Regions from separate parts of the Hordeum vulgare genome. Here region 2 is linked to region 1. The links are chromatin contacts, called in public Hi-C maps. All regions are on one chromosome and are shown on one strand. Each heading gives the region's core, a stretch centred on a gene start, on an enhancer-like site or on the middle of the called end of the contact. The rest is flanking DNA. Distances are from core to core; before and after follow the strand shown. Region 1 has its middle 130 kb from the start of LOC123425474. Region 2 holds the start of LOC123425475 (aspartic proteinase 36-like).

What was found. Hi-C and Micro-C count contacts between places; a contact is called where the count stands out from the background.
Region 2: a Hi-C map of seedling shows a contact between it and region 1, with 4 times the contacts expected there. The contact joins the promoter of LOC123425475 here to the enhancer-like site in region 1. A contact is called at or near these places in 3 of 6 Hi-C or Micro-C datasets (leaf and seedling) and 1 of 1 datasets of contacts at active chromatin or transcription factors (embryo).

The regions. Positions count from the first base shown.
Region 1 is chr2H:120,607,323-120,610,183 of MorexV3_pseudomolecules_assembly, reverse strand. No RefSeq gene overlaps it. Among protein-coding and RNA genes, the nearest start is that of LOC123425474, 130 kb to the left of the region's middle. Within about 2 kb of position 1,538, at least 3 of the 3 cell types and tissues checked have open chromatin away from gene starts, as enhancers often do. A contact at or near this core is called in leaf and seedling, where this site is marked.
Region 2 is chr2H:120,986,825-120,989,524 of MorexV3_pseudomolecules_assembly, reverse strand. It overlaps LOC123425475 (aspartic proteinase 36-like), which reads right to left and starts at 1,374. Exons shown (of 12, transcript XM_045109178.1): 1 at 982-1,374; 2 at 761-881. The coding sequence starts at 1,238.

The DNA of each region.
Region 1 (2,861 bases), core at 289-2,788:
ATTAGGAGTATAACCTTGGAACTTATGTCACGACCACACTACCTTACACAAGCAAAACTAAGAGTACATGTCGGCTTGTGGCGTGACATTTTCTCCTCTCGCCTTGACTGATCATGTAAAATCAAAATTTGAAATATATTCACGGAGGGAGTCTTTCCCCGTGTCAATTTAAAAAAAAAATGTTTCCTTCAAAACCTATATATGAAGCAAAGTTTTTCCTAAATTTTTGAGCTTAGTTGGTCTATTTTGCAGCTAGACTTCATGCAGTCTTCTAATATTCTTTCTTGCTTAATTTCTGCTTCGAGTAAAGCTACGTTTGTTGTGTTATATCCGGTACAAACTGCAATATTTGCAACTTTGGTCCACCGAGCTACTGTCAGGAATGGCAGTACCCTTTTTGGGTATAAACAAATAGCAATAGTTATTTATCAAAGTATGAATACTTTGTTTGAACTGTAAGGGCAGATAAGAACAACAGTTGCTATTTGTACCCAAGATTTCTTTTCTCACTGCCTTTGGTACAAATAATTATAGATCAGTATCATTTCAGTTATATGGGCAGTAGCTAGATCCATATTGTGGGCCCTGCACCAAGAAGCTCCTTTGATTGTCTTTATGTGGTCTTACTTCTAATACTTGAACAAGACGTGGAATTTCCTATTCCAAGCTCGTTGCATGGAGCTCTGATTAATTGGTCATGGTAATGCTATTCAGCCGACGTTCGCTCAGAGGGGATGGCAAATTAAACAGTTTATGGCAACTTATATTATTGTGAGGATGGCCGCTTTAGTTTGCAAGTGCGACATATCCTCCTAAAAAACTGAACTAGGGCGAATTTTCCGTTTTATATTAACTAAACTTGCCATCCTCAACCAACATAAATTGCCATACAACTCGATCTCAATTGTCATGCCTCCTAGTGAACGTTCGCTGTTAAACCAGTCCATTGGTAATAAAAAGACGCACAGGGCTGTAGGACGGGTTTTTTTCCCAAGTCGAGTTAGAGGCACATGTGATCACGAGTTTTTCTCTCTCTTCTTCTCACCCTTTTTCCTTCTAATGGCTTGAAATTCATAACATCCTTTTCCAATTTGCAAATATTTTAAAATCATGCACATTTTTTAAAAATTAATAAAAAATAGTAAAATACATGGAAGTTTTTCATATTCATGAATATTTTTAAATTTGCGAACATATTTGAATTCACTTTTCGAAATTCATGAATATTTTAATAAAGTCATGATTAATTTGTATTTCTTGATCATTTTGAAGAATCCATAAACATTTTATGAATGGATGCATTTGTTAAAAATTGTGTCGAAGAACTGACCGACATTTTTTCCCGGGCCAGCAGTTGCTGGTTACAAGGAATGAGGTCCACGTGAAAAATAGATCGGAGCGAAGCAAGCGATGTTATTGAGCCAACCCACAACAGCCCACAACGCATAATAAAAATGAAGAGGCTCTATACTATGCTCTGTGTACGGAATAACGATGCCACATCCCCCGCACTAGAACAAATAGAAACGAAACTTACGAGCTATATACCGCCGAACCAAGACATATTATGTCTCGCCTACAAGGTGGCATCATTGGGCGGCCCAGTATTGTACCATTGTTTTGATTATTATTTTTTCAAAGTTTTACATTGGTTTCTATGGTATTTCTTTATCGTATTTCCTTTTTTGTTTTCTTTGATTTCTTTTGATTCTTGGTTTTCTACAGCTTTCACTTTGTTCCTTTGTTTAATTTTGTGTACTTCGACTTTCGCTTTTTATTTTTTTCAACACATGTCTAGCTTCATGACAACAATTTACATTTTTTTGTCTGTATCAAGAATACTTTGTATAGAAATTTAACATTTTTAAAACCACTGTTTATAAATTTTCAAATTTGATATGAATTCTCAATATTTTGCTGTATCATAACATTTATTTACACATTTCACATTTTTCTAAATACGTGATTAATATTTTTTAAATATATGATTTTTATGTCTACTTAATTCATACACATTTTACATAATTCATATGATATAATATAAATCTTTAACATTTTCAAAATACATTATGTAAGTATTTTAATATGCATTATGTAAGTATCATACACAAAAGTAACTTTTTTCCAGTACAGGATTTCATGTCTACCTTTTTCATACAAATCTCAAAATTTAAATTTAGTTAAATATACTATATTTTTAATATGTGCTTATATTTTTTCAAATAACTTTTTCAGGTTTGCTCGTGTATGTATTAAACATTTTTAAAGTATGTTTCCCGCAAAAAAATCATTTTTAAAGTATGTGTTGAATCACTTTTTTCAAATGCTACCAACTCTTTTTAAAAGTTGCACAAACCTTTTTTTTATACTGCAGAATCAATTTTTCAAAACTTAACTAATTGGTTATGGAATATATATTTTTTCTTGAAATATAAACAAAAGTATTAAAGGAAAAAGTATGGAGAAAAACGAAAGAGGAAAATGAAACAAAGTGGCGAAATGCACAAACTTGCTACTGGTCCGACCAATAGGGGAACTCCTTCAGCGACGCTGACTGCCATCTCGCCTTCAGAACTATGTTTATAAATTTGCCGGTGCATCTAGGTCACTTTTATTCACCGGTTTTCCTGGGAACCTTTACCAATGATTTGCACTGCCTTTTCTTTCCGGTCAGATTTCTTCTAATTTCCGACAGCATGTGTCATTGCCGGTTTTCTATTCGTTTTTTCTTTCCTTTCTCAATTTCAGTTCTAGTTTTTGTCTTTTGTCTTTATTTCATCCAGGAACTTTTCAAACATATATTTATTTTGCCAAATATCCATCATTTTTTAGAATACATGATTTTTTCTCGATTACCTGAA
Region 2 (2,700 bases), core at 125-2,624, 380 kb before region 1:
TCCGCATTCAGATAATCAGCACAGATTATAAAAACAGCAATACTAGATCTAGAACTGGGAATGGGATTGGTATAGTAACTAAACAGGTAACAAGACAAAAAAAATGGTGCTACAAACACATTGGCATGACCAAGCAAAACACCTGCCAAATGCATTGTCTGCCAATTGTTGGCAAGGGAAATGGGACCAAGAACATAGAGAAATTTAAGAGGAGTTGGCTAACACTTATTTAGGACTAATTATACCAAAGCCACAAGGTTTGGCAATCCAATGGAGCAACTTTTTGCTGAAACAATGTCCACGAAACAAAAGCCAAGTTTTGTTGGCTATTACCAAGATAAGCATGGTATTCACTCAGGAATACCGAACACGGTGTTAATTTGAGTCATCAATGATTTACAGAAAGCATATAATTTAGTATGCCTCGGTTTTACTACTCACTGCAGGCTGAGGAGGTGTCCTTAGTCCACCTACAATCTAGTACTCTACTCACAGGACATAACTAAACTTGAATTTCCTGATCTATCGACAAATTACGTGCCGAGTTATGCGAACTAAGAACGCTAAATAACGATGCATGCAAAGTAGCATTACAAACATGTATTCAGCTGTGAAACCACATAATCAATTAGCTAGCTTCAATGGTTCACACCTAGAGTTTCAGGCGTGGGTACCAAAATGTCCATCCAAATTAATCTAATCATCGCACAAAGTTTCTGAGCTGGTAGCTGAGCACAGGAGCAGAGGAATCAGGGCCCACCTGGTGGTTGCCACACTGCTCGCAGGAGGCGCAGGGCACGTAGGTGACGGTGCTCCCGGAGTCGACGATCAGCGCGAACTCCTGCGGGGGCGTCCCGATGTGCAGCCGCGTCGTGTAATACCTATAACCAATACGAAGACAATCCGCGAGCCTCAGATCCAACGGAGCATCCAGCGAATTCGGCGGGAAGGAAACGAGGGAGGAATCCGAACTGTACAGACCCGTTGGTGAGGAGATCGTCGTGGAGGCGCATGCGGGCGCTGGGGCGGCCTCCTTCGGCGAGCCCTCTCCTGGACCTGGACGACGCGACCCGGCTCGCGTTGGGGTAGGAGAGCGTGAGCGGGAGCACCAGCGGCGGCCGCGAGGGGGCGGCTCGGTCGGGGGATCCAGCCGCGGCGGCGGCGACGGCGAGGAGGAAGAGGGCCAGGGCGAGGGCTGGCAGCGAGCCGAGCGGACGACGCCAGCCGCGGCTCGCCATGGTCGGTCGCGCCGCGCGAGGAATGGGGGAGGGTCGAGGTCGTTGTGCCGAGGGGGGGCGGGCGGGCGACGAGGCCCGGGCCGAGGCCGAGGCGACGACTTGTTAGAGGAAGGGGGAGGGGCAATGTCGGAAATTCGCGGTTTACGCGAGCCGCCCGGGTCGGATAATATTCGTTAACGCCTACCAATGGAGAATGCATCGCAGGGCCCACAGGCCAGTGGAGGAAAATGGCCCGTGGTCCTGCCTGACGGCTGGGGTACGTGCACCTGGGGCCCCTCGGACGGGGGCTCTGGCATGCGACTGGATAAAGATTCGTAGCTGTGTATTTTTCCAGTGAGATTGGAGTGTGGAAGGGGAACGGGAGGAGCTGACAAGTGACAAGGGGAAGAACGGGAAGAACTTGTTGTACTCCCTCCATTTACTTATAAGTCACTATGAATTTATTTATTTTATTTATATAAGGCCACCAACAATAATCAAGACAAACATTAATGACTTTTCTCGTACTAACAACTTATTTAATTCTACATGCATGTAGTTATAATAATAATTAGTTACTTTCTCCACTCAGTTTGCTTGCATGCATGCACTATATTAATGATTAATGATCATAATAAATAAAAACAAAAGCTATCTTTAAAATTTTGTACTTACCTAGGTACGTCTAATATAAGTTTGTGGCCTTGTATATAAAAATGGAGGAAATAACATTGATTTGGGATGCCTTGACATAACTGTAAATATTTTGGGCTCAAACCTTAGTTTCAGGTTGGATTTGCTATTGGACTATATTGGGTTGATTTAAATAGTCCGAGAATCTAAAGCAAACTAGTTTGGCTTGGGTTTGATCAACAATTGGATTGGATTGGTTTAATCTGGACACAAACCATTCGGTCTCAAATGATTTCAGTCCATGAACAAAATCCAGTCTCTCAACCAAATTTATAGGAAGACCAGCTACCATATGCACGTACGTACCTCGATCCATTCCATCCATCAAGCCGCTGAGCATGAGCGGCCTGTCCGGGATCCCGGCGGTGTACATCTAGTTGGTGAAGGAGCATTAGGGCCCGAGCAACATATTCGACGGCAAGCTGGCCTCACGTCTCTTTGCAGTTTCCAATCGTTGACGTGGGCGGTTTCGACACCTTCAACCAGGCCTTGCGCATGCGTGGTCGCCGTACGCGAGACCGCGGCTGACTGGGGCATCATGCACGCGGCAGGCAGTAGGCGTGGAGTCGCACACGGACGTCAACACACCAACTTCTCGTATCCACAGTTTGGAATTGTGGGTTGAATCCAAAAGGGGGAAATAGTTTGGATGGGTTTGGACGAAAATTCCAAATAATGGCATGGATCCTAGTTGTAAACTTTTTGGGTTGGATTGATTTGGAATAAAGACCTAGACTTGTTTAGTTTGGGTTGGATTCAATATGGGTTTGAAACTATTCACAAGTCTATG